Regions from separate parts of the Danio rerio genome. Here regions 2 and 3 are each linked to region 1. Evidence: chromatin contacts called from public Micro-C data. All regions are on one chromosome and are shown on one strand. The core of a region is the stretch at or near the end of the contact, and the rest is flanking DNA. Distances in the headings are between cores, read along the strand shown. Region 1 holds the start of arfip2a (ADP-ribosylation factor interacting protein 2a). Region 2 holds the start of dchs1a (dachsous cadherin-related 1a). Region 3 overlaps dchs1a (dachsous cadherin-related 1a).

Region 1 (2,555 bases), core at 22-2,521:
AATACATGCTAGCACGAATAGATGCAACAACACATCAATTAAAATGTAGAGAGACAAACAGACAGATAGATAGACAGACAGACAGACAGACAGACAGACAGACAGACAGACAGACAGACAGACAGACAGATAGATAGATAGATAGATAGATAGATAGATAGTTTAACTAGACAGACAGATGGATAGGTTAACAGAGAGACAGATACAGATAGACAGACAGAGGCAATCAAAATAGATAGACAGACAGACAGACAGACAGACAGACAGACAAACAGAGACTGAACGAAATACATGCTAGCACGAATAGATGCAACAACACATCAGTTAAAATGTAGAGAGACAAACAGACAGATAGATAGACAGACAGACAGACAGACAGACAGACAGACAGACAGACAGACAGACAGACAGACAGACAGATAGATAGATAGGTTAACAAAGAGAGACAGATACAGATACAAACAGACAGACAGAAAATTTAAACAGACAGATTTTGACTGAATGACAGACATCCTATCTAGACAGACAAATGTACACATTTAATGTAGGCAGACAGGTTAACAATGAGAGACAGATATAGATAGACAGATAGAGTTAAGCTGAATGACAGACATGCTAGACAGATACACAAAGACAGATAGATTCAAATGTAACGTTGGATAAATAGACAGACCGATTGAGGAAAGACAAACGGTTTTTAAAACATTTAAGTATGTGTTGTAATATATAGCTATCTGCAAAGTAAGACAGGTAAATTAATAATAGATGATAGATTTACAAAGGACGTCTTAATATAACGTTAACTCAACATTACATTGCATGCATTAATCTCTAACGTTGCAGTATATGCCAGTGTATTAGCAGCAGCAATCTCGGGCCCTTACAAAACTACTCCAACAGACTGCATAGGCATCGGCCAAAATTGCACCCATGTATGGGGAAGGGATGGATTACACTTAAAGCTACGGTGTGAATAGACGCCATGACGGGATTGAGCCCGAGCAGGTCAAGCGTCCTCCGATTGTCATTACCGCTGCGATGCTACGTGTCACACTGTGAGAAGAGAGGATGCTTGACCTACACGATCACCATCTGCCGCCGATTTATTTACCTGAATGCCGTCTCAACCGCTGAACCAAATCGGACCGCATTGAAGATTATTCCATGATCAAAACACGATGTGTGTGTGTATTCAACGGGTGTCTGGAGAGCGAATAATCTCCACTGGCTCCTCTGTCAATCCTCTTGGTCGCTCGGTAACGCAAATCCTCTCCGTCCGTTCTCTGCAAACGGAAGTGACGACGTGACATTCTTCAGGGTTGCTGGAGCGTTATTACACTGAAGTAAACAGCAACACGGGCGTTTATTTTTACATAATATACTAATCAAATATTATTTTTTATGCGTGTGAGGTTAATAGTGATGAGCAGCTTTCAATAAAAAGGAAGATAGAGAAAGATATACAGGATGCTACTGCTATACTCTGTGTAACCAGGAGATGTCAGCATCACTCCAGAAATGTAAGCATCACTTCAACATTTCTAGTTCTGGTTAACTCATTTTGGATATAAATGTGGCTTGTTCCAACTTTCCTGATTCATTGATATATTACATTTTAAAACACTTTAATAGTGAAATATATGCAGAACATCTGCATTACTAATGATGCAGTGCAGAAAATTCACACCAATAAAAAATCTTTAGCTTCGTCCACACAAAGTATAAAGCTTTTCCAACTTTCATATCTGATTTGTAAACTAAATGGATATTTAAATGATGTAACAATAATAACATCATTTATACAACACAATAAATAAAAAATTAGTTAACTATAAATAAGACTGACCAAATATAAATAAAATAGTTCTGGTTAAGTCATTTTGGGTGATGCAGTGGCGCAGTGGGTAGTGCTGTCACCTCACAGCAAGATGGTCGCTGTTTCGAGCCTCGGCTGGGTAAGTTGGCATTTCTGTGTCGAGTTAGCATGTTCTCGCTGCGTTTGCGTGGGTTTCCTCTGGGTACTCTGGTTTCAGTAAGGCATGCAGTACAGGTTAATTTGGTAGGCTAAATTGTCCGTAGTGTATGAGTGTGAATGAGTGTGTGTGTGTGGGTGTTTCCCAGGAAAGTGTTGTGGTTGGAAGAGCATTTGCTGCGTAAAAACATGCTGGATAAGTTGACGGTTCATTCCGCTGTGGCGACTCTGGATTAATAAAGGGACTAAGCCGAAAAGAAAATTAATGAATGAATGATATATGTACATATATAACAAAACGGTACACGATGGCTCAGTGGTTAGCACTGTAGCCTCACAGCAGAAACGTCGCTGATTTTAGTCCCGGCTGGATCAATTATTCCATTGACTATCCGCTTGTTAAGTGCAGTGTTGGGGAGTAACTAGTTACATGTAACGCCGTTACGTAATTTAATTACAAAATAAAAGTAACAGTAATTAGTTACAGTTACTAAGAAAAATATGTAATTAAATTAGTTACTTTTGAAAATGTTAAAAATTACAAATGGGGTTACATCTAATATTTTTCTTTAAATCCCTGTGA
Region 2 (2,555 bases), core at 22-2,521, 250 kb after region 1:
CTTAGCTAAGTTAACATAAATTGTTTTAAAGTAACTAGTGTGTATTTTTATGTTACTAGTACTTTTATGAGTACTAAGTAATCCTACAGGCTTTTTACACTTGAATTTATTAATCATGGGATGATCTAAACCTGCAAAAAACCCAGTGTATACACAGTGACATCGCACACAGAACAATCCTAAACTCTGGGTTAACGTTCTTATATTTTGCAGTGTTTACAAAGGCTCAAATTTTGGAAATCAACATATATTCTGCTTACAGCTATGAAGTAACTAATGTTGTTGCATTGACTTTGTGGATTACAAAGATAAAGAAGAAACTCTTCTACAAATAATATTTGATATTTTAACCATCATACTCAACTGTTTTATATTCACAACTGTTTATATTTAAGTCCAAATCATGTGAGTATCTGTCTAACAAAATTGGTGCTTGCTTACCTTACTTCAGAGCGGGATTTAGCAAACCAGGTAAAATCTGGTGCTAAATACCCTGCTTCTTGTTGCAATTTAGACATGTTCATAAACCTGGAGTAAAAGCGGTCTTAAGAACTGTCTATGAAAGAAGACACAACTTTTATTTTGTATAATTAGTGTGCATTTTTGTATCATGTTTATGCTGTAGGTGATTCCTATTTCAGTTTTAACAGTAACTAGCTATAAAATCTTGTTCTTTGGTTACAGATATTGTCTAAATTCCTCTACCGAACTTTAAAAAATGTTTTTTAAAGTTGTAAAATTGCTTTTCGTTACAGTAAATAAAATAATTGAATAATTAAATAGTACAACCATAAATCAATATGTAGACAGCTAAATGTCACCAGTGGCTCATTAAGCAGTATTTAAGGAATAAATGTTAATCCGGCCTGCCATATGCGCGAGTTAACTGATGGAATTGAAGTTTATCGCTTGACTTCTTGATGTATGAAGTCGGTTAATAAAAGGCAGAGTAAATAAAACACTTACACTCATCTGTTCGTGCTTTTCAGTGATGGAGATCCAGTCAGTTGTGCAAGCGTAATGTCAGGGGAAAACACAGAAAAGTCGTTTCAGAAGTATCCGTGTTAGATTATATCCATCTTCTTACAAGTTAAACTTGTTATCGTGTGCCACAACAACTTCCACTAATGTATTTCCAGTTTTCTGTCTCTTTCCGTTTGTTGTCAAGCTCAAAATACACTGCATCAATTAAGAAGGGCTCGGTGCTCCAGAACTGAGCGCAGCAGACGGGATGAAATCAGTCCGTCAGCATCGACAACAGCATCAACTCTAGAATCCACACTTCCAGCACACGCGCTCAACCTCAGTGAAACCTGATACCAGCCTTCCCACTCCTACATGAATATTCATGAGGCGGATGCAGGAGCGTGGCATTAGCGTGAACTCACCGAACGGCGGCGACAGCGTGCCGAAACACTCAGTGACGTGATTTAATCAGACTTTGGTGCCACCAGCCTTCATTGAAAGGAACTGAATTAATATTTTCTTCAAATATTCTATCTATCTATCTATCTATCTATCTATCTATCTATCTATCTATCTATCTATCTATCTATCTATCTATCTATCTATCTATCTATCTATCTATCTATCTATCTATCTATCTATCTATCTATCTATCCATCCATCCATCCATCCATCCATCCATCCATCCATCCATCCATCCATCCATCCATCCATCCATCCATCCATCCATCCATTTTTATCATTTAATGTTTTCATCCAAACTGATGTTTATCATTTAATCTGTTCATCCAAACTGTTCTATCAATGCATCAGCTATTAATCCATATTCATTATCTGTTTATCAATCCATTCATTCTTCGGCACAATTCCATCCATCCATTACTTGTATATCAATTAATTTGTACCATTTTATGAATCCATCATGTATACAGCATCCATCCATCCATCCATCCATCCATCCATCCATCCATCCATCCATCCATCCATCCATCCATCTATCTATCTATCTATCTATCTATCTATCTATCTATCTATCTATCTATCTATCTATCTATCTATCTATCTATCTATCTATCTATCTATCTATCTATCTATCTATCTATCTATCCGTACCATTCTGACCATCCATACATTTTCTATTTATCTATTAATCTGCATCCATCTATCTATCTATCTATCTATCTATCTATCTATCTATCTATCTATCTATCTATCTATCTATCTATCTATCTATCTATCTATCTATCTATCTATCTATCTATCTATCTATCTATCTATCTATCTATCTATCTATCTATCTATCTATCTATCTATCTATCTATCTATCTATCTATCTATCCGTACCATTCTAACCATCCATACATTTTCTATTTATCTATTAATCTGCATCCATCCATCCATCCATCCATCCATCCATCCATCCATCCATCCATCCATCCATCCATCCATCCATCCATCTATCTATCTATCTATCTATCTATCTATCTATCTATCTATCTATCTATCTATCTATCTATCTATCTATCTATCTATCTATCTATCTATCTATCTATCTATCTATCTATCTATCTATCTATCTATTTATCTAT
Region 3 (2,555 bases), core at 37-2,536, 230 kb after region 1:
GCATAATTGGTTTTATTTACAAAGTGCAAAGTGTGAGGTTTACTGTATCATTATTATTGACGTTCTTAAAGTTTGCTTTGATTGTTCAGCGTTTACATTTTACCATTGCACTTTGTAACATTTTATTGATCAAGTTTAGAGTCTCTTTAGCACTTCTATGTATTTTATCATAAGGAGATGATTATATATATATATATATATATATATATATATATATATATATATATATATATATATATATATATATATTTGTTTAAATATTTTTGTTTTTAATTATTAAAACTATTTGCCTTAGAAATGTTGGTAAAATAAAATAAAGTGGTTAAAATAAACTAATATTCCTAAATGTATTGTTAAAAAATATTCAATAATTATCGATAATGAATGATATGAAACATGATACAGTGATAATTGTTTTTGCTGTATCGCCCATCCCTAAAAAATATCCAAATCTAAAATATAACATAAAAGTGATCATTTTAATTTCTTTTAAAAATTGAAATCTTGAACTTCCATAAAACACGAAAATGCCACAAGATACAAAATTAGACTCACTGCGCTGAGAAACTTGTGTATGTAAATTTGCGCAGTCCTAAAACTAACAAAAACTAAACATACTGACACTATAGTAAACTAAACTAAGTCAAAAACTATAAACTATAACAAATCAAAAATGGAAATAAAAACCAGATTCAAAATATGAGCTACAAAAATTCTACCATACCCAAAACCGATGTCCAACTCAATTTATAAATATTAACTAAAAGCACAGTTGTGGTCTTTAGAAGCATTTTGCAACATGTCTGATAATTTAAGACTTGATCCCAATGCCACAAGTCTTTTGCGAGTTATCTTTGCGGTTAAAACAAAACTGGATATAGTTGCTAGACTTTTCACACAACAAACGGTGGAAATTCCACCAACAGAGAAATAAAACCCAGTTAATTATTCTTCAGCCCAGCAGCAGTGACGCACAAGCAAAGTGACAAAACCTAAAATGTAGTAAACCGGCAGTGCCAGTACACATTAAACTAATCATACTCCGCTGCGAGGGATACACTGGAAAAAACTAAATCAAGCCCAGTTCAGATGTTAAATGAATGATCACAATAGCCCCATTGTAATGGCATTTGGACAGAAGCTTTGATTCAGAAAAAAGGGAGGCGGTGGGAACTCTCCGCACAGGGATCTCTGATGAAGGGAAAAAAGCAACTCATCAAGTGCCGTGCTGTGATGCTTGGATGTGGATTTGGCAGTGATTTCTGCAGTCTGTGCATCATCAAACTCCCAACTGCTCTTGAGTGGCATGCCAGCTCCCATCTACAGCAGTCGTTCGTGCCACAGCCTGAGAGACAGTTGGTTTGGACCTCGTCCTTGGCAAGTTCACTTTGATGGTTGTAAGGATAGACTTAGTAACTTCTTATATTGTTCTCGTGTTGAAAACTCAAGTCTCTTGGCAACTGTCTGCGAAACATTAGCACGTATTGAATGCAAATAAAAACTGACAGCAAGACAGGAGCCAGTCAATCAGATTTGATTTGCACTTGATTAGTAGACCCGAGTGCTGCTGATCCGATCCCTAACTCCAAACCTAAGTAATACCACTATAAACTTCTAATTTTACTCCCAGACCTCCCACTTGACCCTACGCAGCTCCTATTCCTGCTCTGCAGCAGAAAGGAGTCAGCCAGTCCCGAAAATCTCTCCCAGGCACGATCATCCCTCTCTCCGGAGAAACCCCAGGGCCAAGTTCCCGTCTGCTGGGCCCTCTGTCAGCTCGCTGGAGTGTGTCTCAACCCCCGCCAGCACAAATCCACCACAGAGAAAGCATTAATGTGCCTTCATTGATATGTGACCATGTGAAATTACACGTTTTGATTTACTAGGAAATGTACTACGAGCTTTGAAATTTGCCTGTGGAGAAACTTATTAGAAAAACACTTTGAAGTCCCTGTACAGACATTGATAAATCCCAGACAACAAAAAAAAAAGGTTTGTGCCTTTTATAGTCAGCAGACAACAAGGACTAAGAATTCTAGGCCAAGTGCAAACCTCAGCTGACCCCTTACACTGTTTCTGATGCCATTTTCACATTATAAGTAACGCTGTAAATCTAGAATGAGTTGTAAATACCAGGAACAAAGCAGATTCTTTAAAAAATACTTGTCAGAGTCCATGCTACTTGTTTAGTCAAATAGTAACACTGTTTTTGAATCTAAAGCTTGAATATACCACTTTTTACAATAATTATTGTTCCAGCTGCAAATCAAATGATTTGGTTCATTGTAGAGAATCAAAAACGCAGTAAGAATAGGCTATAATAGACTCCCAACATCTTATTATTTGGCAACATAATCACCTCTTTATCTTTCTTAAATATAAATATATAATATCTTTCTTAAAAAAAATATATATAAACAGCCAAAAGGTCATAAGTGGAATTGTTAAAAAGGAACTGGACGGGATTGAAAACACAGTCACTTAATGTATGTTTCACCGGGGAAAGTCTTTTGCCTTGAAACTAAAACTTATCAGATTTACTTTCCACTCTACAA

The links. Hi-C and Micro-C count contacts between places; a contact is called where the count stands out from the background.
Region 2: a Micro-C map of caudal fin shows a contact between it and region 1, with 6 times the contacts expected there. The contact joins the promoter of dchs1a here to the promoter of arfip2a in region 1. A contact is called at or near these places in 2 of 18 Hi-C or Micro-C datasets (caudal fin and an unstated tissue) and 2 of 4 datasets of contacts at active chromatin or transcription factors (caudal fin and embryo).
Region 3: a Micro-C map of caudal fin shows a contact between it and region 1, with 4 times the contacts expected there. The contact joins the enhancer-like site here to the promoter of arfip2a in region 1. A contact is called at or near these places in 2 of 18 Hi-C or Micro-C datasets (caudal fin and an unstated tissue) and 2 of 4 datasets of contacts at active chromatin or transcription factors (caudal fin and embryo).

The regions. Positions count from the first base shown.
Region 1 is chr15:34,859,237-34,861,791 of GRCz12tu, reverse strand. arfip2a (ADP-ribosylation factor interacting protein 2a) reads right to left here and starts at 1,271. Exons shown (of 10, transcript NM_001005935.1): 1 at 1,112-1,271. It overlaps LOC141377874 (a long non-coding RNA gene), which reads left to right and starts at 1,288. Exons shown (of 3, transcript XR_012390971.1): 1 at 1,288-1,520.
Region 2 is chr15:34,606,418-34,608,972 of GRCz12tu, reverse strand. dchs1a (dachsous cadherin-related 1a) reads right to left here and starts at 1,271. Exons shown (of 21, transcript XM_002664651.7): 1 at 967-1,271.
Region 3 is chr15:34,626,847-34,629,401 of GRCz12tu, reverse strand. All of the region lies in intron 2 of dchs1a (dachsous cadherin-related 1a), which reads right to left. Among named protein-coding and RNA genes, the nearest start is that of dchs1a, 20 kb to the right of the region's middle. Within about 2 kb of position 1,286, at least 3 of the 62 cell types and tissues checked have an H3K27ac peak or open chromatin away from gene starts, as enhancers often do.